Linked DNA regions of Zea mays: regions 1, 3, 4 and 5 are each linked to region 2. A link is a contact called in public Hi-C data. All regions are on one chromosome and are shown on one strand. Each heading gives the region's core, a stretch centred on a gene start, on an enhancer-like site or on the middle of the called end of the contact. The rest is flanking DNA. Distances are from core to core; before and after follow the strand shown. Region 1 holds the start of LOC100278684. Region 2 holds the start of LOC100281352 (delta(14)-sterol reductase). Region 3 holds the start of LOC542640 (ribosomal protein s6 RPS6-2). Region 4 holds the start of LOC103647857 (F-box only protein 13). Region 5 holds the start of LOC100501272 (Phospho-2-dehydro-3-deoxyheptonate aldolase 2 chloroplastic).

Region 1 (5,688 bases), core at 2,631-5,130, 460 kb before region 2:
TGAAATGTAACGTAAATGATAGTGGTAATGATTCACACTCTATTACCAGTGGTACAAGTTTGAATAGAACAATATCACTTTTAGTGTAGTATCTAATTACGATTGGACTTAAACAAACATGTTTTAACACTATCGGTTCATTCATGTTATAAATATGTGAGCCAAACAACACTTTACATTGGGTGAGCATCTCATACTCCACAAATGTGGTGAATATAGACACAAATTTATGGATTTGGTAGAGCAAAGATGATGGAGTTGGAGTTGTTTGGCTAAAAAAATAAATTTAAATCAGATTTTGGTGAACCTAGAGCTATCATAAACAAACCCTAATGTAATAAGTTTAGATGAGATTGCTTGAGCTTGTAAATAAACCAAACCAAATTGACATTATGCCTTATTTATGGTGTGTTTAGTTGGAGAGTCAATTAGAATGGAGCGATTTTATTCTAGATTTTTAGAATGGAGCCGTTCTATTCTCCGTTTGCCAAGTATAACGAAGCCATAATTTTTTTTATTGAAGAGTAGAATAGAGTGGAGCTATTATGTTTTTTGTTTGATTGGAGAGACATATGAGTGCAAAGAGGAGAAAAGGAAGAGGAGCGCTCGCGTCCGAGAGAACGTTCGTATCCGACCATTTTGGTGGAGCGGGAGCACTCAAACTATTTATGATAAATTTTTATACGAAGACTATAGGAGCCGCTCCGTTTTTTTTGTTGAAACCAAACATCGAAAAAACTAGGATAGATCCGCTTCATTTTTTCCCACTACTTAACCAAACACACCATCAGATAAGGAGCCAGATCTGATGAAATTGGATCGTTATCTAGTCTGGTGACAGGTGTTGGAGGGTGCTGTGCAAACAGTCTGCGAAATGTTTTATGTCACATAGATTTTTGTTTTATCAATGTTCTACCTTTTGTGGTAGCGTTCTCATAACTAATTAATATATAGACCCGTCATTATATATACACTGTATATGGTTTTCTATATATGTTGTTCGTATATGTGCTAAATTCTCCTTTCTTGTCTTGTCTCTTCGGCATCAGATTTGTTTGGCTACAAGCCAATTTAATAGGCCCATTTGGTAGAGCTTTTGTATCAACAGCTTCAGCATTTTGGCTCTTTTAGGAAATAACTCCCTTGTTATTTTTATTATTTTTAGGAAAAGTCTCTGAAAGAGCACTACATTTGATTGGAAACACAACGTCTACTATTTTTTTCACAAGAGGAGAGGATAGAAGATAGGTGGAGCCTCTTTTTTGAGCTCTCGAGTATCGACTTCTCCCGGTTTCTAGAGACAACTCCTTCCAATGTTTTTTATAGAAGCTCTGAGAGGAGCTCTCGTTTGTTAGATATTTTTAAGGATATACTCCCTCCGTTTCTTTTTATTTGTCGCTGGATAGTGTAAAATTGCACTATCCAGCGACAAATAAAAAGAAACGGAGGGAGTATTAGAGAAGCTGTTAAAAGAGCCCTACCAATAAGAGCTTTATACTTGGCGTCCCGGTGATTTATTTGGCTGACATTATAACACATTGACAAAAAGAAATTATTTATGACACACTGATAAGGAGTGGTTTCAGCATAGAACAGTGGAAATAACATTAAGAGGTGGTTTGGTGACATCGAAATTGAAAAGGATGGGAAAATAACAATAGATTTCCTTCTGAATCTCCTTCAAATCCCTTCTTACAAACCAGCCTTAAGATTGCCCGCAGCGGCTGCCGCGCGCCCACCCCCTCCGCTTGCATGGTGGCTACAGGCGCACACGGCAGCCCGCAGCGCGGTCCCCTACGGCGCTCTCTACCCTGCGGTACTCTTCTCTCTCCCCTCAGCTGCAGCGCGCGTCCGAGTCCCCCCTTGCACTGTATATGTGGCCCCGTCTTTAATTAATAGTAGAAGAAAAATTGATAGTAGATAAAAAGTAGGTATAGAAAATGATATTTTATAGTTATAGTGGGGTATAAGGGGATTATTTAGGGGAAACCGCTACATGAGATGAAAAAATAGAGGGTAAAATGTTAATGATGTGATGTAAAAAAGTGATATAGGGAAAAAATTTAGAGAGAACGGCCTAACTATCATAAACATATTGGAAAAGCCAGCTGTTTGGGGCTTTGGGCACGGCGGCCTGCCATGCCACTATGGCAGCGTGTTGGGGGCCGTGGCCTGTTAACTGCCATTGGACGCGGTGGTAGGCAGGCTGCCGTGCCGCCGGGTGCCGTAGCGCCGTCGCGCGCTGGCCGCTGGTGGCTTTTGGAGTGGGCGATTAGGCAACGGCGGGGAAGCGCCGCTCCACTGGACCCATCTCGTCTCGGAAGGAAGCGTGTTCCTCGTGATCACTGACTGCCTGGGACCTAGAGGAGAAGAGAACCTTGCGTTGTGGTGGTAGTGGTACACAGCATTTTTTTTTTGTCCCGTCGCATGACCGGCTGTCGCGTCTCCGATGGCGGGATCAACTTGGGTACTATACTAGGCTACTAGCCGACTCCAACCACCTGCAGGCTTTCGCCTCGCTATGCAAGGAAGATGCGACGCAGCAGGCACGGCACCACACGATGACACGATATAAATGAGAAAACGTATGGAGGGAGAGGGAGACAGAAAATGAGAAAGGATGGAGAGAGATGGTCAAATTTTTTTAGCTTCTCCGACGGGGCCCACCGTCGACACACAGTTAGCTCAACCAGAATACCTAATAGAATCGCCCGCGGATTAACTACCTGCGCCACAGTCCTACTAACTCTGCTGACGTGGTTACGCAGGCACGTGAAAAAGTCACGTTTCTTTCTACCCGCGCGCAAAAGCAAATGTTAGCGTGCAAACCACAGAGAATGATAGTACGTTCATTGGGTAATCAATCTGCCGATGAGATATGTTTTCTGGGCCGCCGAATCAATAGCGACTCCTGCGAGAGAGGCAGAGTAAAGCGAGGGCACATGTCGTCACTCAAAAATTTGTTTTTTTAGTAATTCTAAACTATTTTCGTAGTTGTTAGATTCAAACCCCACACAAGGCCACAAGTGAATGACAAGGCTCTGAAATATGAGCTTACTCTGGCCATTAGTCTTACTGTGTCGAAAAACGTAGTCCTTCTTTGGATCAAAGGATTATTTTAAACTAATTCCTGTGAATTTTGTATACTATTCCTGTGAATTTTCTGTGTTCCAAAGGAGCCCACATTGTTCATCATTGAAAGAATAACCCTATTATGCCTCTTTGGATCAAAGGATGAAAATCCTGAATCATGTGCTTTTTTATGTGTTTTTGAACTAAATTTTGTGAAATTTTTATACCATTCCTATGAAATTATTGCGTTCTAAAGAAGCCCTTAATCTAGAATAAAAAAATAGCAAAAAAAAAAAAACGCGAGAAACTAGCGAAGCCGAGTACATGTCCGTTCTGCTATAATCAACCCAACCAGCCAAGCTATTTCTCAAATCACATTTCATGCGTTATTTGTAACTCTGAAGGTCTAAAATCTCGGACTCAGGTTTGTCTAAAACGTGAAATGGCAAGTACAGACAAGAGACTGCTTGCATTCTACGAAGACAAGGCATATAATTGGTCCATCGTGAAAGCGAGGATTTCCAGCAAAATCTTCAAAGTTGAATACGCGATGCCCCGTGCTTTTGAAGCTGCATTTTCCGCCCGGCCCGGCTGAACGTGTTACGTGTGGAGTGCGTTTGGTTTTTCTCGGCTAAGCTGCCTGATAACTCCTGACAGCGCCCTGCTGATCCACTGGCTGGCCCCACATGCCTGCCTGCCTGCCTGCTAAACGCCCAAACCCCACCTCCGCCCACGCCATAAAAATAGACCGAGTCCAGTCCATGTCGCGGCGCCAGAAGCCTACGCGCAGTCGCAGAGAGACCATCCCGCCACGGCAGCAAGCGAAGCGAGCCTAGCCAGCCAAACCGGGGCCAGGCCAGGCCGCCAGGGGGACGGGACGGGAAGGAAACCGAGGCAGGCGGCGGCAGCGGCAGCGGCAGCGGTAGCAGCAGCGCAGGGCGCACGCGCTTCTCGTTTCGTGTCGCCAGGGGAAGGAGGAGGAGCGAGTGGGTTGGGGGATCGGCTGGCGGCCGAGGGTCCGGGAGCTGCGGGCGGCATGGGGAGGGACGAGATGCTACGGCGTAGCCTCGTGGCGCTGGCGGCGGCCGTGGCGCTCACGGGGCTGGCCACGGCGTCGCTGCGCAAGGCGGCGGTCACGTACGGCTTCGGCATCCTCGCCATCGCCGGCGTCCTGCTCCCGGACTGGGAGTTCTTCGACCGCGACTACTCCCAGTGGCTAACCCCCATGCCCGCCTCCCGCCGCACGGCCGCCGCCGCGGCTGCCGACCGGGAGCACGACGTCTGGAAGTAAGACTCCGCAGCCTTTCCCTCCCTCCCTCCCTCCCCCTGTTCTGTGATCTTTCCCCACGCTCTGTACGTCTGTGGAATCTATGTTCTTAGGAGGCTCGGGCAGTGCCAAAAGACTGCTGGGACAAGATTGCTCGCTCTTTTGGTCCTTCTCAAAATCAAAAGTAGTAAGATTTTGGTCGTTCTCTTTTTTGGGGCACTCCGTGTTAAGATCTTGCTTTATTTGGAACCGAGTCGAGGTACAAAACCACACGTTGCATCTTTCATTCCAGAATTTAGATGCGAGTTCGTGCTCATTAAAAGCACCTGACGGTGAAACTTCAAGCCACTTTCCCTTTCCACGATTCAGCTTCTTTGACAAAACTCGTGGTTTTTTTATTTGTCCGGAAGAGAGTTCTAATGCACGCTTGCCATACAATAGCTAGGCATGTTTCTTCATATTCTGTTTTTTTTTCCTGATAAGAGATGCATGTTGTTCTAGTAGATCGGTGAGGTACTTAGATTTGTTCCTGTTCTTGTTCCTGTGGATTCGACACAGCAGATCGAATCGAATGCATGTCGATCGCTGTATGGTCCTGAATATCATCGCATTAATTCTTCATCTACAATCATAACAATTGATGGGCCCTGAAGATACAATATGATCACGGAAACAAAGCAAATCGCTTGAATGCTATTTAGAAAAAAAAAGAATTGTCTCCCAGCAGCAGTGCCATTTGCGATAGGGACGTGCTGGCCTATAACTATTTAGTTGCAGAATAATAGGGTCGCTGGCCGGTGGCCGCCTGCTTTTAATGCTGCTATCGATCGCATAGGTTCAGCGGCATATGCTACAGCACCTGGAGGTTGGTTTAGGGTTGTCTACCAGTCTAGGAAACTTTTAGGAGTCAAAATTATGTGGATGTAAGCTTTAGTCGTTGATTATTTGCATGACCTGATAACAGTTAGCTGTTGGTGTTTTGAGCGGTGGATTAGGTTTGTAGTTGGGGCTATGAGCAGCTGAAATATCGCCTTCGGGGTCTATTTTTGTGTCTTTGGATGTATACGTTTCTACTGGTTGGTTACCAGAGTGTCGCTATTACATATATAAAGGCAGAACAGGTCACTTCTTTTGACCGGGAAAAAGCTAGATGATTTGTCTAGAGGCGACCTAACTATCTTATGTTTTAATTTTACTAAAAAAAGTTTGCAATGAATGCTTTTTTTAGGTAATGGGAAAAAAATTCTGGCTTCAGACCTCTTCATAGAAGAGGCATCAGTCTGCACTTATTACAAGACACCCCGCAGCTCACACTCGAGTTTAGACTTTAGAAATGAAAGATGACTGTT
Region 2 (5,979 bases), core at 1,596-4,095:
ACTAGATCACCAAACACCAGCATGAAACCCAGTCTTTCAGCAATAATGTCCCACCTGGAAGAGGTCTCAACGATATTTTGTTCAGGAGAATAGTATGTTCATCATCTTTAATCATCCCACAGAATATCTCAACATATTTTGTTCAGGGATAGTAAGTTATTTGCCAATGAGAGCATGTGATATACTTACGTTGAGGTCATGAATTCTTCATGGACGAAGTAATCAATGATATACCACTGCATGGAAAAGTATAATTAATTTAACAACTAATGGGCTGAAAGATGATCAGTTAAGAAGATGGTCATGTCCAATACCGCACAAAAAAATTGGTAGAGAATGACCGAAAGATTGGCTGAACCAGCAAAGTAGCTCTTTGCAAACAAAGAGAGGTTAATAAATAACCATGCCATCATTCCTGCCCTCACAAAGAAGAATCTGCGATGATTGAAACATAGCTGTCACTAACATTTTATTGATATCAGGTTATTTGTGGCGTGGGGAATAAACAATATGAAACCATTCCACTTAAGTAAGCTAGGTATTATCCAATCACCATATACTACATGTACAAATTATTATGAGCAAAGTATCAGGTATGGGTTAACTGCATTATGGACTATGGATTTGCCAAAGGTCAAACAGATCATAATTGAATTCAATGTTTTAAGGCGTCGCCTAGGCAACCAGGCGCTCGGATAATTCTAGGCGCCTTGCCCGCCTAGGCGTTGTGATCATGTTTACATGCTTGCCTTACCGCCTTAAGAACACTGATTGAATTATGGTCTTACACCAATCAACCGTTAACAATTCTGTCGTGGTAACTGGTAACCCTGTCCTATTTCAAAATTTCGATCCCATATGCTAGGCAAAAACACAGGAAAGAAATTGCTAACATACTTGAGGTCAACTTCCATAAAATGAGGATTAAGTTGCACTCCAAACCACCTATTAAACAAAGTCATCAGCACAAAAAGTGTCGTTGTTAACTAAAAGAGAATTGCAATAAAATACACGGCCAGTGAAATATTCTGTTTGCTTGATCTTTCAATAATAACAAGAATTTGTAGACAAGAAAACTTATGTGTCAAAAATAAGCGAGTCATAGTTTTATATACAAACACAATATAGAGTTTTCTAGAAGTACCAATCTTGCATGAAGCTCCCACTAACATGTGGTCTCAAAGAAGAACTTTTGTGGCCGGACTTGATGCCGGCAATGTAGAGTGCAAAAGAAACCTGAAATCAAAGAGTGATGCATGAACAGCCAATCAAATAGCTTTCAATATAGTATAGTTTGTGGTAAAATGTAACTGAATACTGCATGATGAAAATATGAACGATGCTGAGCAGACAGTTGCATGCAATTTTGATCAAGACCAAACTAGTGGAAACATTACGTTCAGGTTTGTCATTTTCTTGTGAATTTCTGTCCAAGCTAAGGATGGACAATTAATTTGAGGAAACTGTTTGTTGTAACAAAATGTATTGACAGCCAACAGTTTGTATGCATGAGGCACACTCGTGACTGAGATAAAATTGAGAAAATTTAGAAGTACTTTAGGATGTAACACTCCTGAACAGACATTAAAGGACTCATTGGCGTGGAGTTAAGATCAGGTTTATCAGTCAGACACATGCAGGGGGGTCCTTTCATTTTCCACAATAGCACGGTGGCACGCCAAATGTATATCAAGTAGTTAGAATATTCATAATCAAGTGCAGGTGATCCAGTAAGGTCCAAGGTAGCACTTACAATGACACTAAAAATAAAGGTCACTGACAGAAGTTCGAGTCCCATGTCAGCTACAACCTGCAAGCATTGACAAATGACAAACAATATGTTGTTGATCAACTTGGCACACCTATGTCAATTCACATTGACAATAAATCACAATAAAAATTTCACTACGCTCGCCCATCTGAAAAGGATTGTGGCTCGGTCCTTGTTGAACTGGAGTACAATTAGTACAGCAGTTGAGCAGAAGAACACACCCAGTGCGCAAGGCACGAGGACTGGACACAGAGAGGCAAGACCGCAAGAGCTCACCGTGGGAGACATCCACCCCATGTAGACACCGAACGCCGAGAGTCCCAGCAGCAGCAGGAGCGAGAGCAAACCTGCAAGCCACACGAGAATCAAGGGAAGGCGATCGAACAACTCAGCCGGCTGCCCAGAGGATTCAGGGAACAGCGGCAGGAGGAGGTACCGTTGCAGCGATAGTGGAGGCGAGAGGAGTCCGGGAGTAGGGCTCCGTCGACGAGCTTCCCTGGGAGGATGGCTCCAGCGGCGGCGAGATACCCGAGGTAGGCGAGGAGCACCACCACCTGCGCAGCAAAGAGCGAGCACACAAGTACACAGTGAGCGATCCATGTGCAGCAACCCGCAGCAGACCAGAGGAACAACGGTCGCGAGCGATGAGCGACGAGACACCACCGCGCTCCCGGAGGGCACCAGCGTGGGGAGGACGGCCGCGGCGGCCTCCATTCTCCGTCACGGCAGGGATCTCGTGGTGGCCTGGTGGCGCCTACGGTTTCTGTGGGCGTCGGCGGTGGAAGCCTAGCGGCCTAGGGGTGGCCTCTGGCCTAGGGACGGGCGGCCGGAGGCCGGCGTTTGCTGCCTTGCTGGAGGGCGGCGGCAGCCAGGCTGGGGCAGGCGACTGAAGTCTTGCTGGAGGGCTGGAGGCAGATAGTCAAGCAGGCGACGCTGCGACGGTAGGGCCTAGGGCCGGCGGCTTGCTGGCGGCCGTGTGTGTGGAGCAGGGGTGCTGTGGAGCCAGGGAGGTGGGGTCGGGATCGGGATCGGGATCGGCGGCCGATCGGGACTTGGGGTCGCGGGTGGCTGTTGTGCCTGGGAGTGGGACCATGGGATTGGCAGTAGGTTAGGATGTACTCCGTATTTGGTAATTGGTTTGACTCAACGTGTCACCTCCATTTTTTAGATCACACCGTTAAAAAAAACTACTCCGATATCTATCTCATCCCTATGTAACTCTCATCCAAATATTATAGCTGTTCTCTCACATTCCACCATGTACATTGAACCAAATACACCAACCATATAAATTCGAAGCAAAATTCGCATAAATCCGCTCAATATAGAATTTTAAATTTAAAACGAAATTCGATGTTTTCTCGACGAATTTTGTTGCAACTTCGGTAATTTCGTTGTTTCAGACAAAAAGCAACGATATCCGGTTGAAAAAACTCGGTTTTTTATTTTTATGATTTTTAGAACTTTTTGAACGGTGAACCGAATTTTTCGAAATTTACAGCGAAAACAAATTTTCGTGGGAGTTCGAAAACGAAAAAACTCTGAATTTCAGTGAGTTTCGTTCAAAAATTGCTAACAGTTGTGGGACTCGTCTCTTACAGCTTCCAATACCCCTAATCTCAAAGCATATTTAGAGAAAATTAGAAAAATTAACTCCCAACGATTCCTTAGATGGTCTCTCTATGCTTTCTCATGCGGAAAAACCATGCGGATATACATCGGCTCAATTTCTCCTAGTCGTCCTCTTTTTTCACCTTTCCCGCAGCCGCAACCTGAGCTTGGCGGCAGGCCGGCAGCAAAACATAGGGGTACAGTGCTGCGTGCTGTTTTGAAACAGTTCTACAGTGACGGCCTGACACTACACAAATTGTCAATGCTGTTATTATCGACGTTGGTCAGTGTTGACACCTTTTTCGAGCACCAAACACTCAACAAGAACCGGCGGCGGTGTTCTCTGCACAGACGCGGACGGTCCGCGACCAGGGACCGGACGGTCTGTGACCTGAAACAGAGGCTGACGTTCACTGCCTAGCGGTCGGACGGTCCGCGCGTGCGCAGGGGACGGCGAAAGGTCGTCGGCGGCGCCTGGATCTCGCTCCCGGGAGGGACCCCGTCGGGGAGGAGAGATCCTAGGAGTTGTCTAGGCTCGGCAGGCCGACCTAAACTCTTCTAATCGACGTAGAGTCGAAGAGAAGCGGAGGATTTGAGGATTGAGAAGCTAACCTAGAACTAGACTAGAACTATTCCTAATGCGTAAGGTAAAAACGAGAAATGGACTTGATTTGTTCGATTGTTGGGGGTTCAATCGGTCGTAGCCCTTCATCTATATAAATGGGAGGTCTGGATTCGCTTCAAACTGATTTCCGAGTTAATCCCGAGGTTTTAGGTAACAAATCCCGCGAGAAACTAGGAACCCTAACTGACTCTGCGCACGCGCGGACCGTCCGCGCTACCACCGCGGACTGTCCGGACCGCGGACCGTCCGGCCTCAGGGCCGGACCGTCCGCGAGACACTTTTGGTCTCCAACATATGCCCCCCTGCCTTTTGGTGAAGGTTGACGAACCAAAAGCATATGAACTAAACCTGATGTAAGTCACCGGCTTTTCGATATGGAGATCATTTAATAAAACACCAATGTATAAAGGTCGTTTCAGATTGTATCTTTCTCGGCCATGACCATTTGGTCAATGGATCAAAAGGAATAGAATGGAGGTGCCCCCAGTCTGGATAGACAAAGGGACTATACATGTACCACGAATTCATCATTATACCATTCCATGTTTGAACAGGATAATATAACGATGATGAGTAAACGGGTGGAAAGTACCCTGGTCTCATAGGATGAATAGGCGATGCTTGTTGTGTCGCCTTTCGGGCCGTTTTGTTTACCCGTTTCGTCTTAGCAAGTGACCGGGGTTTCTTCGTTGACCGATCACGTAGAACGGTCTTCTTGCTAGTATCCTTGGAGAGCAACTGATCAAAAGTAGGGTCGGCTTTGATCAGCCGACCATATATGTTCTGCCCTTGCGTCTCCTTCCCTTTTAAAGTTTTGTGTGGAGGCTGACGTCTTTGGCCATAGGCGGACTGTCCGGCAGAGTTAGCCGGACCGTCTGTCTGAGCACCGGACCGTCCGCACGTATGTGCCAGCCCGTCCGTGATGCTCAAGCCAGGCTGTCGTGCTTGGCTCATTAATTGTGCTTGCCCCCCGGTGCCTCCTGACTTTTTAGCCTTATCATCCGGAGCCTTTCGAGCAATCTCCTTTTGCGATGTATTTGACGTGCGAGGATCGTCAATGATGATGTCTTTGCTTTTGCTTTTATCGGCCATTTCGGGCCGAACTAAGACCTTTTTGCATGCGATATCTATTGTATTAACGGGAAATGGTTGTGTGTCCACTTGCATTTCCTGAAAAGCCAACCGGCCCTCATTTATGGCCGATTGTACCTTTCGACGAAAAACATTACAGTCATTGGTGGCATGAGAAAAAGAATTATGCCACTTACAAGAAGCACGTCTCTTTAATTCATCTATAGGAGGGATATTATGAGTTAATTTAATGTTTTCATTTTTAAGTAGCTCATCAAATATCTTATCGCATTTGGCAACATTAAAGGTAAATTTAATCTCTTCTTGCCGATTCTTTTGAACTGGCTATAAGGAAGACATGCTGAAGATTTGGCCTTTGTTGGCCAAATAAACTCAGCGGTATATACATCTGCGGATTCATCATCTGAACTATCACGCTCTATTAGATGTATAGTACGGGCGGTCGATTTTGATGTCTCTTTAAATCGGCTTTCACATGCTAAAGCCCGCTGATGTAGCTGTGCTATCGAAAAGAACTGGGTCCCATCTAATTTGTCTCTTAAGTAGGATAGCAACCCATTAAAAGCTAGCCCTGCTAGCTCTTTGTTTGCGACATGGATCCGAAAGCATCAGTTTCTAGTGTCCCGGAACCTCCGGATATAATCATTCACCGATTCTTCGCGTCCTTGTCGGACTGAAGCTAAGTCAGCTAGTCCTAATTCATATTCCCCGGCAAAGAAATGTTCATGAAATTTACTTTCTAACTCATTCCAGGAATTAATGGAATTAGGCGGCAGGGCGGCATACCATGCAAAAGCGGTACTAGTAAGGGATAAAGAAAATAAACGAACATGAAATGCTTCTCCATCGGCCAATTCGCCTAGGTGTGCTAGGAACTGGA
Region 3 (6,047 bases), core at 2,744-5,243, 350 kb before region 2:
CCCCTGGCGCACGCTCTTGCATACGAAGCGAACACACTGTCGCCCCAGGGACCGTTCACACATGGTTCTTTTCTTTTCACTTCCAGGGAGATTTATGTATCGTTCGGTGGGCTTCTGATACTACCTAGATGTGTCCTTCCATTGTTGCTATCTTCGAGCTTGATCAGAGACTCTTTCCACAGCTGCTAGTTTATGTTTCTTGCTAAAAAGATAATTGTTCATTAAGGATCTTTAACATATGTTTTTTGTTATTCTATCGAGACCTAAATGTTCATCGACCAAACTTTTTTTTGTATCAGTGTATAATATTATTGTCACTGTTTTTGTATGTCGTGGACTATGTTTTTATATGTCATTGAAACTACTTATAAAATTGTCACTGTGTATCAGTGTATGTGTATGTAGTTTGCTTGATGTGAGACAATAAGTTGAACCCACGGGGTTTCCATAGGTTTCCACCCAATTACGGGTTGGTTTGGGGTCAATAATATTATTGGATGAGTTGTGTTTAATTTCCTCATATTTTTGGATGAGTGTGAGATGGATATCAAAGTTATTAGATTTGGGTATGGGTGGTGTGGGTTGGATTTTTTGCCATTAGCAGGCCTAGACACCAAAGACATCATATACTACCGATCTTTCTCCAAATTTTCCCCCACTATGTTTTTCTGGAGTTTACACATTATACTATTGTAAACCTCCTTTGCTTACAGGTTTTTAAAGGGAGAATATACATGATGGACAACTGATTAAGGGGGAGTGTTACGTCGTGTAAGCAGTTATTACTGCACTAGTCGCAAGGACCGAATGCTCATGAGACATGTCCCTTCGCACGTTCTTCACTTTCGCACGTCTTCGCATGTGCCTTTTCACTTGTATATATATATGAGAATGCAATAAAGAAAGTGCTCTCGGTTCCATTTTCACTCTCACCCATTTTACTTTCTCATATAAAGTTCGATGGAGCAATCTTTTCAGTTCTAAAAGCATTCAGTCCCACGTTCATTGTTTTGGATATATTAGTTAGACCAACATATAAGATATTAACTTCAACCGATATATTTGAATCAAGTCTCTTAAAAAACTAATGCGTTCCATGAGCCAAGCGCGACAGTGAATTCGATTTTACGGCATCTTGCCATGCGAGGGGATGCAGCAACAATGGCCGGACCCGCAACGGGAACTTCATTTGCACAACCATAATCAAACAGTGTGCAGCGTCAAGACTATTATCACGCACGAAGCAGCAACGCAGTATACAAGGTTAACGCCACATAGAACCAAGCAGAAAAAATCCAGCAGTTCAACATATGGTGCAGACTGCAGACAAAAGAACAAGGCTAGCTGACGTTCACAGAATAAAACAACATATCAAACCTCTGGTACTCAAAAAATCCCGACAAGCCAGTACCATGTCCATACAAAATTGCAACAATTACTCATAAGTCTAAGTAGGGAGGGTCGACTGATGCAACACAGCCAGGGCAGCATAAGGTACTTATAAGCTGTAACAAAATAGGCCTTGAAAACATCTCAAAGCACTGATCATTCTTAGGCAGAGGTGGCAGCAGAAGCCTTGGCGGCGGCAGAAAGCTTAGACCTCCTCTTGGCCAAGCTCTCACTGCGGCGGTCCCTCTGTTCTTTCAGCCTCTGGGCAAGAAGCTTCTGGTACTCAGCAGCCTCAGACTTCTTCTTAGCGATCCTCTTCTTCTTGTCAGCAATTCTAGCACGCTTCCTCTGGAGGGTCAAGGGGGTCACAAGCCGCTGGATCTTAGGTGCCTTGCTCACCTTCTTGCCTGAAAAGGAAGCAAACAGGTTAGCTTGCTGTGGTTGCAAAACTTCAGAACACTATGGTTCATTGTCAACAATCCCATCCAACAAATAACAAACACAGAGTACTAAGTACATGGGTAAATAACCAGACATTTCTACTTTCAAGACATTGAGATATTGAACTGCAGCTAGAAGCACAATGAACTCAACAAAACAAATACGACAGCAATGCAGTTAGATACAAGAAAGCTCACCATTCTTGGTAGTGAATGTCCTGCGGTACGTGTTCACGTACTTGCGCACGTCGTCATCCTTTGCAAGATTGAACAGCTTCCTGATCTTGGAGGCCCTTTTGGGACCCCTCATCCTTGGCTTCTCAGTGTCAGTTAAACCAGGCAGATCGTTCTCACCCTTCTTAACAATTACCAAGTTGATAACAGATAGGTCTTGGCTCACAATACAACCACGGACAGACTTCCTCCTGCGCTCACCATTACGCCTGCCATAACCGCGGAAGCAGGGAGTGCCTACACAATTCATATCAAATGTTCAGATAAGAACCACAGGTAAAAGAGGGGGTGTTGAGAGTACAATGGAGATACAGTCTATATACCTCTGTGGAGCAGAAGGCGGACACGACCAGAAGTCAGAACTCCTTGCTTCATTGGGAAGCCTTGTTTGTCACATCCACCCATGATCTTGAAGACATAACCCTTAAACTCCTGCAAAAAAGAAACACATCACACCTATAATTAAGTATGAAATCAGCAATAGGGGGCATGGATCAAGAAATAAGAAAGCAGAAAATTTACCTCACCCAGAGCATCACCACTGACCTCCTGGGAGATCCTTCGGTCATAAAAGGCACGTCTATAGTTGATAGAAAGGTTTATCAGAAATCAAAGCAAGTAGAGCATGAAGAAAAAAGCATATGTTTGATTTAATAACTCTGTTAAGAAAAGGATGCAATTCTAGCTCTATCTCTAGTCAAACTTCCAAAGCAGAACTTTATAAAAAAAGAGTAACAATATTTGTATCACAAAATAGGTATATACTAAAAAAATATATCTCATGTCAAATCTAACACCATTCATTTGCTATAATAAATAATTATCCTTTTTGTATAAACTGAGCCAAATTCAAAATGGTTTAACTTGGTAGTAAGCTAGATTTGCATCTTTTTTTACAACAGAAGGAATGCATTATAACTTATACAAGACAGTTTTCCAGACATTCAAAACGTAGGTAGTAAACAATATGCACTTTGAAAACAAAAAATAGCAGAATGATCTGCCACCATTTTGAATTTAATTAATATAATTTCAAGAATTAAAACTATTAGCCTCAGTTGCTCTCTACCACTATATGAAATCTCAATTCGTAGCACAATTTAAAACAGGGATCAAAGGATTATTGCCTGCTCCAAAATTTAACAAAGGACGCATTTTAACTAGATTTAATCAACCTCAACCACAAATCAAGATGTTACTGTCCTTACTTTGATCATTGGACACGAAAATTAACCAGTATGGTCCATTCAAACACTATCAAAATGAGAATAGCACATTTGAATACATTCAATGCCTGAGAAAAGTACTACCCCTTCCGTTCTTTTTTATTTGTAACGTTTTAGTTCAAAAATGAACTACTCGGTGACATATCCAAGAACGGAGGTAGTACTGCTTACAAACCATTACATTATAACCAGATAAAAAGGCTACTATATATTAATACATTAACTATCAGATGCTCCAGCGCTGAACAGCAAGCAACCTAACTAAATTATCTAAGCATATCGCTGCTTAAGGAGACAACGAGGATTAGGTTGGAAAACTACAAAGAACAAATCGATGCATATTAGCACTCAACCAATCGTCTTAACAACAGCTACGAAGAGCATCTGAGAGAACACCACTCACATGGATCTAAGAGACAAAAATACAGAGCAAATAGGGAATGTCGAACACTCACAGTTTCTGGTCGTCATCGATTTCCAGCTTCTTCTGGCACCCGGTAGACGGGTTCGCGATGTTGAACTGGAAGCAACGAAAAGGGCACAGATCAGACGCTAGATTCCCACAAACACCACCTATCGATGTTACAGCGCGGAGGATAAGCTTACCTTCATGGTGGCGTTGCGGCGCGAGCTCGCGGCAGGCGAGGAGCTCGAGCGCTGGGCACGGCGGCGGCGGCGCGAGGGCTAGGGTTTTGGACGAGGGGGAAGAGGGAAAACACGAGTAGCGCTTATATAGGGCGGGCGAGGGTAGGAGGAGCGGGCGCCGCACGGCACTGTTGCGAGGATCGACCTTGACCGTTCATCGCTGCCTCGCGATTTGGCAGGCCGAAAACTGAAACCAATGCGAGCGAGTTGTACACTCTTGGCCCATTCTTTCTATTCTATTTCTTTCTATAAACGCCATTGGATTGTCATCGAACGGCAGCCGCCGAGTTAGGCGTCTGGACGGCTCCCAGTAACGCAACGCTTCTCGGCTTCTCGCCTCTTCTCTCACCCGTGACTCCGCCGCCGCATCTCTCCTCCAACGCGCCGCCGCATCTCTTCAACGCTCCATGGTCCCCTTCACCTCCCGCCGCTACCCTACCCATGGCCACCGCAGCCGCTCGTGCTACCCTCCCGCGGCCCCTCCTCTCTCTCCCACCCTTCCTCCTCCCACCACATCCTCCGTGTGTCAGCCCGTCGTTGGCTCCGCCTTCTATTGCCGTAGGGAACACGCGGCGTCGCCCTTGCGCTCCTCGCCACATGCTGTTACAGGCTGTCGTACCCGTGTCCGCGGTTGAGGGCCTTGTGCCGGTCATGTTGAAGAAGAAGCCCATCGACTAGATCTATCTCGTCGTCGTGCGCCTCTCTGCCGAAGAGAGGCAACGCCTCCTCCGCGGTGCCATCACGTGCTCCTCTCACTACTGCTTCCACTCCTCCCAGAGTCCCAGTACACCCCCGCCTTGTGGCATCGCTGCTCGCCGCGGCCCTGCACCTCAGCCCTGCCTCCATCCCGAGTCACACACCTATCCTTTGAAGAATTAATGGCGACTGGAAGCAGCTTTTTACAGGTGATTTCTGCACCCATCTCCTTTGAAGAATGAATGACGACTGGAAGAAGCTTTTGACAGGTGTGTTGTAAAGACTAGCAGAAAACCCATGTCATCACAACAGTGACTACATTGTTAGAGCATTTTCCTAGATTTTAGCTATTCGTCGCTAGATACCAGGATAATATGCAGCAACACGTAACTTTTGGGGTGGACAATTCTTTTGGATATAATAATGAATTTTACTCGCCTTTTAGAGATAATTAACATCCGCAAAGGTTGTAGCTACTGTTGATAAATAAATTAGCATCAAGGGTTATATTATGCGCAGCACAGTTGTAGGAAATAGAAGGTATTGATATAGTATATAAATAACCTGAGTAATTATATAATGCATTGCCCACTCCCTTCATTTTAGTAAGTCTGTACTAATCTTATGCAGAAACTTAGAAACGAACCAGCCTGTATGTCTATTCCCGTAAGGTCCTAGAAGCATTCTGGTGGGCAAATAGAAATGTCATTGTTTACATATATTTTGTTGAATTTCAGGAGTGCCATTCTGCTAGATGCCACACGCTAGCTAAAGCAAAGATACACATAGAGCAAAGAGGGGAAAAGAATATGAGCTGAAATGCGCAAAAGGCTAAGGAAAGCAGACAACTTATTGCAAATAAGAAATCAGTACAAATGATGAATCGACCTATGAAAATTGAGTCCGATGGGAATTTGGATCCAAAGAAAGGTGGTGCTGTCTTGGATTCTACTAAAACTATAGGACTTACAAGTGTTAAGTAGTGGGATGACTGGCATATAGTTGGATTTCCTGGGGCAGAGCTATTAAGTACTAGTGTAAGTGCATTTTAAATCCAAGTACCATGTCTGGTGACTGGTGATCTCATTTGGGCATATTAATAATGTAACCTTCTTCATAGCTTTCGTGTTTATTACAGTAAGACATGAAAATCCTTTTGATTTGAGGAAAAGCTTCTATGTTGTCAGAACAGATTGCTACCCAGTCATTACCTGAGAATGCAGGAGGTGCTGATGCAAAATATCTTATCGATGAGTGGCCAACGATAAGCAAAAGTAGTGGAAGACTCATCTAGGTGGAGTATGTAACAATATTGTCACACCCGGTTCCAGGGGTAGAACCGAGCGCATACCATATGTGTGCCAGGATCCATTTCCACACATATGTTGACGTCACAAGTGTAATATATCAAAATACA
Region 4 (5,962 bases), core at 2,888-5,387, 270 kb after region 2:
TTATTTGAAATAACTGGATCTTCGAAAGCACTACGTCCACGGTGATGGGCTGCAAAGAAATGTTTTTTTACTGTCACCAGAGGGACCATATCCGCTTGTATTATTCATTGAAACAACCGGGCAAAAAAAACACCATACAAAGAAATGTTCAAAATAGATAGGATTAGAAAGTGGATACAACAACTCGATCGAGTCTTTGGCTGTCAGGAGTTCAGGCACCACACATGTTGGATTCAGTGATCGATGCCCTGATGTCCGACACAGTTCACGGCCACCATTGAACCCACGGGTAAACCGCCTCGCGGGAGCTGTTGGTAGGTCCGTCAGTGTAGGATTACACCGGTCACTGCAGTAGTGGTAGGCTGAAAGAAGCCCAAAAGAATAAGGCCTCCATCAGGGCCTACAACTACTAAGAGCAACTCCAATAGTTATGTAAATTTTAGCTCTCTAAATCACAGATTTAAGAAGTTGCTAAATAACTTTGGGAGTAAAAAAATGTGAGTTTTCCAATAGTTCTCTAAATATAGGTTGTATTTTTGTTTTGTATCTATCCACATAAAAAAATAAAGTCACAAATGTCATCAATTACCTTCATTATCTATATAATGCAGTAAACATTTTTGTTTAGGGAGTTGTTAAATGGTTGTCAAATGTAGAGAGAAAATAAGGTTAGATGAGAAGTTGTTAAATTTAAAAAGTTTATTTAGAGAACTGTTGGAGATGAGTTTTTGTGTTAACTACTTAAATTGTTGATTTAGGAAGTCTATTAGAGAACTACTGGAGTTGCTCTAAGGCTAGGTGGATAGGGAGTGATTAAATCATCTCCTATACAACCCCTCTAATACTCCTCATGACTTGTTCGGTTAGGTTAATTTAGAAAGAGATTAGAGAAGATTAAATCATCCTCTGGATTAGCGTAATCGAAAGTCCTCGTTCTTGTTCGGTTAGGAGTGGATTTAATCCCAACAAACCCTAAACGCGTAACCACGCTTTGGACGAGCTTTGTTTGCACTTGCAGAAGTAGCCGTAGCTCACTCATCCACGCCCGTAGCTGCCACTACGCCTCAAACGCAAAAGCAACAAGAAAAGCACGCACACTAGGCGCTCGCATTGCACGGCCACAGATCCACGGTGATTCCATTGTGGCCAAACGGAGAGCACATGTAGATGGAGCATGAGTGGAAAAAAGAGTAAAGAGAGGCGGGAGGGACGCCGGGCCGGCAGTGTTCCAGCACGAACGAACAGCGGGATGAGACGGCGATATCCCCCCACAAGGATTGTGTCGTGCTCGTGCCCTGCCCGTGACTGACTTTACCGGCCGTGGCCCTCGGCGAGACTGGAGCCGGGCCGTCAGGTCAGTGGGAGGGCAGAGCAGCAGACCCCTTCCAAAGCAAAAGCGAAGGCCGCTTTCGCTGTCGCATGGCCGAGCACCACGCATCATGGTGGCCTCGCACTTGCGCGCGCAAAAGGAAAACTGGAAAAGGCACCCCGGCCGCCGCTGGTTTGCTCGGTGCTCTGCTCCTCCAGACCGTCGTCGGCTCTTCTGCTCACCTCTTCATGGAGGGTCCCGTGTCCAAACGTTCGAAGAAGCTCTGCGTACCTGATGGCCTGACCTGAGACGTTCAAATGGAGGCCTGGTGCGTCCTGCCTCGATCGGTGTCTAGCTATGGCGCTAGCACACCTGTTCGTCTTGCTCCGTTGCTGTTCCTTATCGGTGATTTTAGGCCGATGGTGGTCACACGATCAGGGCATCTGGCATTTGCTAATTCAGGAAGGAAAAGTGAGCTCTCGCTCTCAGTTGACCGATTCAGAGCTCGGTGGGCAGCGGCACGAGGCTCGAGAAACGACAGCAGCCTGAATCGGAATGATGGAAGGGGAAGGCAAACGAAACGATCTCAATCACGCGCGAACAATCCATGGAATCACACTACACGCTTTGCTTACTACTCCAAGGGCACCAACCAGGAATGCCGCCAAGCACGAAAGAAATAGCCAATGCCCAAGAGTTGAGACTCAGACGGCGGCCTCCATTCTCGGCTCGAACGAGAGCGCGGCCACGAATCCCGTGGAGCCGTCCCCGTCCCCGCCTTGGCGCCGCGGGAGCTCCTCCCACCGGTTGGTCCTGACGTCGCACATGAAGCAGCCGCTGGCGGAGCTGGAGCTGGAGCTGACGCAGACCATGACGCGGCCGCCGTGGCCGACGCAGTTGACGTCCGCCTTGGCGCCGCGGAAGGCGTGCGCCATGGCGGGCGGCATCGCGGCCACCTGCCGCCACGCGCCGCGCGCGAACTCCCACACGCGGAGGCTCGCCGCGTCGAGGAACTCCGAGAGCACCACGGCGTAGGCGGCGCCGCCGCAGGCCGCCACGTCGACGGAGTGCTCGTGGTGCGCGGGCAGGATCCGGGGCAGCTCCGCGAACGCGCGGCGCGCCAGGTCGCAGGCCACCACCGTGCCCGACCGGCTCAGGAAGTACGCCACGGCGTCGGCGCCGGCGCCGCACGCCACGGCGGACGAGTACTGCCGCGCCGCGCTCCGCTGCGTGGTGGTGGCCACCACGTCGCCGGACTTGCTCAGGAAGTAGACCGTGCCGTCGCCGCCGCCGCCGCCGCCCTCCTCCTCCGGCTTCCGGGACAGCGCCGCCTCCTCGCCCCACGCGTCCGTGGACGAGTCGTACGCCACCGTGGACAGGTCCGGGAGCTCGCCCAGGATGAGGACCACGCGGTACGGCGCGCCGTACATGGCGATAGCCTGGAGCGCGCGCGTCAGTGCCGGCGGCGGCGGCGGCGGGAGCGCGTGGGCCGCGCCCGTGAGCGGGTTGACCACGGTGAGGTCACCCGTGCCCGGGTCGCGGTACAGCAAGAGCCCTCCCGCGGCGGCCACCGGCCGCTGGGGCCCCGGCGCGCCGCGCCACCGCGCCCAGGCGCGCTCGGCGGCGTCGAAGACGACGGCGGCGGCGGTGTAGCGTGGCCGTTGCTCGTCCTGGTGGTCGGGGTCGTCGAGCATGAGGAACCATGGGTCCCGCGCCGTGACGCGCGCGCAGGCGGCGCGGAAGGTGCTGGACTCCGCCGCGGCGCGCCACCGGCGGGAGACGCCCCGGAGGCGCAAGTAGCTGGCCGGCGGGAGGCGCGCCAGCACGCGCTCTAGCATGTCGTCGTGGAGGTCGGCGAGGCCCGGCGGGACGCGCTTGCGCTTCTTGCCTCCGCCAGCAGCTCCGTCCAACGTGGGCCCCATGCCCGACGGGCAGAGCTTGCTAGGCAGCAGAGAGACGGAGGCCGGAGCGGAGGGAATCCAAGCAGGACAAAATAGTGGATGGATGTGGAGTAGAGTAGTTAGACCAACTCCAGCAGACTCCCTCTCCGTATCCCTAAAACGCGCGGCCAACACATTCTCTCTCCTCTTCGTATCCGTCTCCGTTTCCAGCAACACTCCCCATCCCACTCCGCATGCAGTCTATGACACCTGGGGCCCGCCAGCAGGCGCGCGCGCACGCAGAGAGCTGCGGAGAGGAGAGAGAAAGTGTGGAAATGGGGAGCGCAGGGACACGGCGTCCATTTTGCGGAGAGGGATGCGGAGCCTGCTGGAGCGCGCAATAGTGCCTCAGACCGTGCAAAATGCGGATGCGGAGTGGGATACGGAGTGTTGCTGGAGTTGGTCTTAGTGGTGCGACTTTGCGAGGGGCGCTGGCTTTATACGAGCGGGAGCGACGAACCTTCGTTGTGTGGCAGGCAGAGCAGCGGTGCCGGTGGTGGATGGAGGGAGTCCTTTTTGTTCGCGTCGCGTTGACATGCGGAGCACGGATCGGAGGGGAGAAAGAGAAAGGCGCCGCCGCGGCTTTGGGCGTGAGGTGGTGGCCGTGGGATCGTCGCGTCACGAGCGAGCGTGGTAGGCACGCACCACCTTGCCGGTTGTTTGTTCCCCGTCTCTGTCCGGCGGAGCCACAGCTGCTGTGTGGTAAGGAAATGACAATCCAGATGCAGCCGTTTCGATGCCCGGTCCGGTTCGAAACGCAACGGAGAGGAGGTGGACTTGCACAGGCAGCAGGACGCCGAATCGGAATCACCCTCTGCAGCAGCAGGCGACAAGAGTACTCAGGGCACACACGAACTCACGAAGGTAGGCTCCGCTGCTGGATGGTGCACCTCCCCTCCTCGTAGAGTACAGTAGTAGGCCGCAGGGGCAGCGGGAATCTCTTCTTTTCTGTACAGGAGTATATCCTCGTGTGGCCCGGCCGGCGGGCCGGGCAGTTTGCATGTGCGGTGGTGTGGTCTCGAGCTCGACTCTCGACTCGACATGGATGGGTGAGCTTTTGCTTTTGCGCAAGTCAAATGCATGGGCGGGCCCCTTGGCGCTGGGGCCTCGGCAACCGAATACGAGGTGGGCCTATCCGTTCCTGTTTTTTTTTTAATTTTAGTTATTTATCGCCGGGGCGGCCATCGTCGTCTTACTGCCATCTTTCTCGGTATGCTGATCCCCGGCTTCTGTAGGCTAGAGCTCGGTACGATCCGTTCTGTAGTGTCCTGGGGAAGGTCTACGTAGGACATTAGTGCGCATATCTTCCGCAAGGCACTACACAAAGGATTTCACCGAGCCTCAGACTACAGAAGTCAGGGGTCGATGTATTCAGAATGATGGTGTTTGGAACCATCATCGCCCCGCGATAATATGCAACTGCCAGGTAGTCTCGGACCCCACGAGTACGCGTGGATTCACCCGAGGCAAAACGGTAGTTTTACCCTTGTCTTACGGCTCCTTCCTAGAGAAGGCACTGCCGGTCGACCCCTGTGCTGGCCTATAAAAGAAAGAGGTTGGCCTCAAGGCAAGGAGGATCGACATACGGGTCAACAGACGGAGACGAGCCCACAAGGACGAACAGGAGGAGGAGGAGCTCCGACGAGTACCTGGAGGCCGAAAACACAACCAAGGAGATTGGGATATTTTTTTTCCTATTAGATAAATTTGATATATAACTCTTCATTACAAAGATTAGAAATATAACATAGTCACATATATGCCAAGTTTATGTTAATGGCACTATCTTTAGATTAACAAATTACGAGTTTTATATAAAAAACTAAAAAAAATAATGACTCATGAGTTCGAGTAGGAATACTATATCTGATAGCCACATCCCACACCAACACCACACTAAGGTCATGTTTAGTTCAGGGCTCATTTCCAGAATCTGATAATAGAATCTCATTGTTAACCAAACAATTCGTGTATTCTGCGTTGGATTTTGTGACTAGAAGAATCTCAGTATCTGTTCTTAGGTTGATAAACAGACTTGTCTTGAATTTTGTGTAGACTCTGAATTTTAAGAATCCATGGGACCAAACGACGCCTAAACAGTGAGTAGGAGTGGTTACTAGCGAACATATGAGTACCTAATTAATCTACAGTTAGCAAATGTTTAGTGTAACATCACATGAATGAATCATAGAGTAATTAGATTTAATATGCTTGGTCTTGCTATCTAGTACTTAATAAGTTTTGTCATTAAAATATATTTAATACTTAATAGTATTCAAGCACGGGTCCTCAAGTCCTTGATCAAACGAGCCCAAATTAAGACTGGTCGCTGAAAGGCTCGCATTTGAGACTTTGAGTTGAGAGCTTGAGCCGGCGTCTATGTCCGTTGCACTCCATATATGTGTGGGAGAGAAGAAACTTCCCCCACATATGGGACGAGTTTTAATCTCCCTCGTAACTTATTCACTTTATTTCTTCGTGATATTAATAACACTTTTTAAGTACCGTAACCTGAAAACAATGTGTATTATGGTAGTGTATATAGTATATGATTTTTTCAAACTTCAAAAAATCAATGAAAAAATGTCAAATAATTGAATTATAGTATATATAAGGGGCTGAATAGGGTGAATAGTTGGTGGAGTTCTAACTGTAGGAGGAATATCTTTTAGAGCGACATAGTAAAATATATGTGGAGTGAATGGTTGGATAT
Region 5 (5,389 bases), core at 422-2,921, 420 kb before region 2:
CTGGTCTATAATCTCTTCCCGTTTCGAGCGATGCATTGCATGCAATATCCCCATCCTGACAGTTGACGTCACTCGTAGTGGATTTTTTTGTTGTTGCATGTATTTACTTAGGGTGCGTTTGGTTGGAGAGTCAAATAAAATAGAGTGATTCCATTCGAGTATTGGAGAATAAAGTCATTCTATTCTGCGTTTGACAAGAAGAACAGAGCCGCTCCATTTTTTGTTTGGTTTAAGAGTATAATAGAGCGGAACCGTTCTATTCTTTGTGTGGTTTGAGAGCCGCATGAGTGTAGAGGGGAGGAGAGGAGGGAGAGCGCTCATGTCCGGAAGAGCGCTCGCATCCGATCGTTTTTGTGGAGCGGGAGCGTTCTAACTACTTATAGTAAATTTTCATATGAAAATCCAGGAGCAGTTCCACTCTTATTTTGTTAGAAACCAAACGTCCAGAAAATTGGAATGAAGCCACTCTATTCTCTCCCATTCCTCAACAAACACACCCTTAGCTTGGCCGTGCAAGCTAGTTAAACCTGGTCGCTGGCGGCTGGTCAGTAGTGCGTCTTATATATGGAGTGCTGGAGATATATATAGGAAGATACGACGAGGCAAAGGATTTTCATTTTTTTTACATTCGCTAGTAGAGCATTTTCGAGCATGGAAATTCCACCGAGTATCTCCGTCACTGACATGCATGATCTCGTGCCACGCGGAGAATCTCCGTGCAGTCGGAAGGAAGCACCTGCCAGTTGGATGTGCGACCGTGCGCATGCGATGTGGCTGGCGCTGGCCGGACAGGAAAAAGAAGCCACACGGAGAGCCACAGAACTGCGCAGGGCCCGGGATCCCACACTCCGACCCGGGCCCGTGCCGTGCGCACCACCTGCCGTCTCTTCCCACTGGTCGCTCTCGCAGCTCGGTGGCAGGTGGAGCCCGACAAAAGTGGCTGGGTCTACGCGTCAGCCACTTTTTTTTTGGTTAAAATCCTTTTGGGCGATTCAGACGGCACATGAATTGTAGCTGGATTTTCAAAATCTCACGAGCCGCTGGCAAGGGTGCAATACGGGTTTATAAGCCGGAAATCACATCTAACATGAGTACCCGGCGTGAGTGATGCATCTCAGCATCTTCATGTGTGTGGGGGCCGGGGCAGCTGCTGAGAAGACGAGGGAGCAGGTGAAAGCGTTTCCCATTTGTTTATCATCCACGACAAACAAACGAAGACTGTGATTTCTTTTACGATTCAAAGTGATGCCAAAGTTGTACACATATCATATTCTCATGACCAATATCTTGGCACGTGTGCGATGCAAGGCGCATAAACCGCCAACCATTCGTCGCATCGGCTGGCCGGCTCGATTGGTTTGGAGCCAACCGAACATCCACGCCCACGGCCCACGCCTACCAGATCCCGTACCTACCCTCTTTCTCTGCCGTCACGGCCCCACATTGTCATTGACGTAGACTCGCCACCTAACAGGCTAACAATAACCCCGGAGGCACGGCCGCTCGAATTGCAGCCGTAGTCCCCAAACTACCCTTCCCCTCTCCGTTCCATTTCCACCGCCTCGTCTCCACCCGGCGGCAACTACCCCTCCGTCGCCGCTCACGGCTACCAACCCCACCACCTCCTCCGCCCGCCAATAAATACCCCCCGCTCGCCACCTCCATTTCCTCAGAGGAAACGCCCTGCACAGCACGACTCCTCCCCATCTACCGCTACCTTTCTACCTACCCATCTAGCACCCCTCGCTCGCAAATCGCAATGGCGCTGGCCACCAACTCCGCCGCAGCAGCCGCGGCCGTGTCCGGTGGCGTGGCATCGCAGCCGCGCCGCGCGGCCGTGTTCCTCCCGCTGAAGAGGCGTACCATCTCCGCCATCCACGCCGCCGACCCGTCCAAGAACAACGGGCCCGCGGTCCCCGCGGCCGCAGGCGCCAACTCCTCCGCCTCGGCGGTGGCCACGCCGGAGAAGAAGCCGGCAGCGCACGGGAAGTGGGCGGTCTACAGCTGGAGGTCGAAGAAGGCGTTGCAGCTCCCCGAGTACCCGAACGCGGAGGAGCTGGACGCGGTGCTGAAGACCATCGAGACGTTCCCGCCGGTGGTGTTCGCCGGAGAGGCGCGCCGCCTCGAGGAGCGCATGGCCGAGGCCGCCATGGGCCGCGCCTTCGTCCTCCAGGGTGGCGACTGCGCCGAGAGTTTCAAGGAGTTCCACGCCAACAACATCCGTGACACCTTCCGCGTCCTTCTCCAGATGGGCGTCGTGCTCATGTTCGGTGGCCAGATGCCGGTCGTCAAGGTACCCACCGACACATCAAATCCACCACCTATTTCCGGTCACTAGGCGTGCCGATTCGCTAGATCTGACCCGACTTTGCTGTGCGCGGTAGGTGGGGAGGATGGCTGGCCAGTTCGCCAAGCCAAGGTCTGAGCCGTTCGAGGAGAAGGACGGAGTTAAGCTGCCGAGCTACAGGGGCGACAACGTCAACGGCGACGACTTCACCGAGAAGAGCCGCGTGCCGGACCCGCAGAGGATGATCCGCGCCTACGCACAGTCGGTGGCGACACTCAACCTGCTCCGCGCGTTCGCCACCGGAGGGTACGCTGCCATGCAGCGCGTCACTCAGTGGAACCTCGATTTCATGGATCACAACGAGCAAGGTGATAGGTGAGAAAATTCAGTCCCCTTTCCTGTGATTTTTCAGTAGCAATGTTGCTGTGGAAGGTTGTCGCTGTCATTTCAGAATGAAAAACATATCTCGTTATCACGATGGTACGATGAAGAAAAAGTTATGCAATATATGTTGCCAGTGATAGCACAGATCCGCCTCTTTTGGTGATAATTTCAAAGTGGAAGTAACTATTCTTAGTTATTGAACATTTTGATGAAAGTTTAACATATGGATTCAACTAGAACCATTCTTAAAATAGAGCAATAGTGCTCAGCATTTTTTGTGGTTCTTATTCGTTTGTTAGTCGTCAATGGTGTAAAAATCATGTGGCTCATTTGGACCATAATAAGTCAGTAGTATGAAGTTGGGTACAAGTAGTTGTAGTAGAGTATGTCGGATCTTTCCCTTTACATGTCCCCTTCTTTCGCAGAAGCTGCTAGCAGGGCATCATTGTCTTTGGGTGGATATCCTTGTTGCATATATTGATTCTTTTGTGTGTAAACAAGGTACCATGAGAAAGTATTATTGTCAGTCAATAAAACATGCCACTGCTAATCTGACCATGTAATTCCTTTATTGATCATATTTAATGCATACAGTCTTTCTTTCGGTTTAAGGTTTTGGTTTAGTCACGGCAATATGGTCTATATTGTTTAATCGATGTACTTTATGATATTTTGTGGACTTAGTATTTGGCTTTTCCTAGAAAATTATTGCCTCACCAAAGTTCTCACAAGTCTCAGTCAGAAGGGCACATGTAAAGCAACAATTTGTAACCAGAGATACAGGAATAGTTTAGCTAATCATATATTATTGCTACATTATTACATGAAATATTTATCTAATTTTGGTTGAATTAAAATTGTGTGTCTGCAAATGGCTAAATATATATCATAATCTGATGTTTGATATTTTCATTGGAATGATATATAGGTACCGTGAATTGGCCCATAGGGTGGATGATGCTCTTGGGTTCATGACTGCATCGGGGCTTACAGTCGACCACCCGATAATGACGACTACTGACTTCTGGACCTCGCACGAGTGCCTTCTCTTACCCTACGAGCAGGCTCTTACCCGTGAGGATTCCACCAGTGGCCTTTTCTATGATTGTTCGGCCCACATGTTGTGGGTTGGTGAGCGCACTCGACAACTCGATGGAGCTCATGTTGAATTCCTCCGTGGTGTTGCCAACCCTCTGGGCATAAAGGTCAGCTTTAAATCCTTTTTTCTATTTGTTAAGTGAAATCTAGGCACTATACTTGTCCTGTGATCCTGACTGTCAAATCTACATGCAATTTGTGGAATTTAGGTGAGCGACAAAATGAACCCCAGTGAGTTGGTGAAGCTGATTGATATTCTGAACCCTTCAAACAAACCTGGAAGGATCACCATAATTACAAGGATGGGGGCAGAGAACATGAGGGTGAAGTTGCCTCATCTCATCCGTGCTGTTCGCAATGCTGGACTGATTGTCACATGGATTACTGATCCTATGCATGGAAACACCATCAAGGCCCCTTGTGGCCTGAAGACTCGTCCATTTGACTCCATTCTGGTGAGTCACGTTCCACCAGGAACTTCTTGTTCATTCTTCTCTAGTATGCAATGCATTTCTATTATGATAAATCTGAACGAATCTCAGTTTTGTTTCGGCATTCATATGGTTGTATTGGGAATATGGAATGATATCTGAAGTTCCCATCTATTCCTTTGCTCCGTATCTCTACTTGTAAGGGTATAAGATTGCAGGACTTTAGAGGATATGTCATACTTCTGGAATATTGTATCTGCTTATGATTTAATAAAGTACTTGGCTGGGCTGGTGCTAAATGATCATGTTCAAATTATTAATTCATTTTTAAGCAAACTTTGGATCTGCATTTTAAGTGCTGCTATTAATGAGTTTTCACCTTAAGTTCTGATAGAAACCATTTGATGATGTCTTTCTAGCGTCATGAATGGATGTTAAAATGCCACTCTAAGGGCAACACGTTTGATCAATGAATTGGTTGACACTTGACACAATGGGATCTCTATAGTTCCATGTTTACTCGTTTTACCCTAGGCATGCATTTTCACTGGGGCATTTACACTTCATCTAGGAACATTCCGTTCTGGCCTCCCAACTGATACCATTTGCTGTGACTCTGATCATGAACTCCATCTCTAACAGGCTGAAGTGCGTGCCTTCTTCGATGTGCATGACCAAGAAGGAAGCCACCCTGGGGGCGTCCACCTTGAAATGACTGGGCAGAATGTGACCGAGTGCATCGGTGGATCACGGACCGTGACCTTCGACGATCTGAGCGACCGCTACCACACCCACTGCGACCCAAGGCTGAATGCCTCCCAGTCCCTGGAGCTCGCCTTTATCATCGCAGAGAGGCTGAGGAAGAGGAGGATGCGATCGGGGCTCAACAGCAGCCTGCCACTGCCGCCACTGGCTTTCTGAGTAGCCGGAGCCAAACACAAAGGAGGGTAGGAATAGCTGTGGTGACTCGGAAGAGAAAGAGACAGTCGACGCCTTGTTTTGTTGATGCTTAGTGTGGTGACCTGGTGGTGGTGGTGGTGGGTGTTCTTGGCACAAGTTACATGCTGGGGATAGCTATAGGAGGTACCTGTTGAGGTGTGTAAGACAGTAGCTAGCAACCGTATGCCTTGGTTTCCTGTTTGGGTGCGTGACTTGCCGACTTTCTAGCTGCTTCTGGGGTTTTGACCTC

What was found. Hi-C and Micro-C count contacts between places; a contact is called where the count stands out from the background.
Region 1: a contact with region 2 is called in a Hi-C map of ear, with 2.5 times the contacts expected there. The contact joins the promoter of LOC100278684 here to the promoter of LOC100281352 in region 2. A contact is called at or near these places in 2 of 25 Hi-C or Micro-C datasets (ear and tassel).
Region 3: a Hi-C map of ear shows a contact between it and region 2, with 6 times the contacts expected there. The contact joins the promoter of LOC542640 here to the promoter of LOC100281352 in region 2. A contact is called at or near these places in 1 of 25 Hi-C or Micro-C datasets (ear) and 1 of 3 datasets of contacts at active chromatin or transcription factors (leaf).
Region 4: a Hi-C map of tassel shows a contact between it and region 2, with 1.8 times the contacts expected there. The contact joins the promoter of LOC103647857 here to the promoter of LOC100281352 in region 2. A contact is called at or near these places in 2 of 25 Hi-C or Micro-C datasets (leaf and tassel).
Region 5: a Hi-C map of leaf shows a contact between it and region 2, with 2.2 times the contacts expected there. The contact joins the promoter of LOC100501272 here to the promoter of LOC100281352 in region 2. A contact is called at or near these places in 2 of 25 Hi-C or Micro-C datasets (bundle sheath and leaf).

What each region holds. Positions count from the first base shown.
Region 1 is chr2:219,038,253-219,043,940 of Zm-B73-REFERENCE-NAM-5.0, reverse strand. LOC100278684 reads left to right here and starts at 3,880. Exons shown (of 2, transcript NM_001291592.1): 1 at 3,880-4,359. The coding sequence starts at 4,109.
Region 2 is chr2:218,573,913-218,579,891 of Zm-B73-REFERENCE-NAM-5.0, reverse strand. It overlaps LOC100281352 (delta(14)-sterol reductase), which reads right to left and starts at 2,845. Exons shown (of 13, transcript NM_001154270.2): 1 at 2,435-2,845; 2 at 2,208-2,325; 3 at 2,048-2,118; 4 at 1,754-1,810; 5 at 1,145-1,236; 6 at 898-945; 7 at 315-435; 8 at 190-236; 9 at 1-54. The coding sequence starts at 2,485.
Region 3 is chr2:218,921,720-218,927,766 of Zm-B73-REFERENCE-NAM-5.0, reverse strand. LOC542640 (ribosomal protein s6 RPS6-2) reads right to left here and starts at 3,993. Exons shown (of 6, transcript NM_001112164.2): 1 at 3,896-3,993; 2 at 3,745-3,809; 3 at 2,586-2,643; 4 at 2,387-2,495; 5 at 2,028-2,300; 6 at 1,362-1,796. The coding sequence starts at 3,901. The coding sequence ends at 1,552. It overlaps LOC103647865 (a long non-coding RNA gene), which reads left to right and starts at 4,165. Exons shown (of 2, transcript XR_563110.3): 1 at 4,165-4,899; 2 at 5,368-5,819.
Region 4 is chr2:218,301,057-218,307,018 of Zm-B73-REFERENCE-NAM-5.0, reverse strand. LOC103647857 (F-box only protein 13) reads right to left here and starts at 4,137. Exons shown (of 1, transcript XM_008672360.4): 1 at 1,856-4,137. The coding sequence starts at 3,231. The coding sequence ends at 2,014.
Region 5 is chr2:218,993,352-218,998,740 of Zm-B73-REFERENCE-NAM-5.0, reverse strand. It overlaps LOC100501272 (Phospho-2-dehydro-3-deoxyheptonate aldolase 2 chloroplastic), which reads left to right and starts at 1,671. Exons shown (of 5, transcript NM_001346733.1): 1 at 1,671-2,293; 2 at 2,385-2,662; 3 at 3,600-3,876; 4 at 3,979-4,224; 5 at 4,843-5,389. The coding sequence starts at 1,760. The coding sequence ends at 5,121.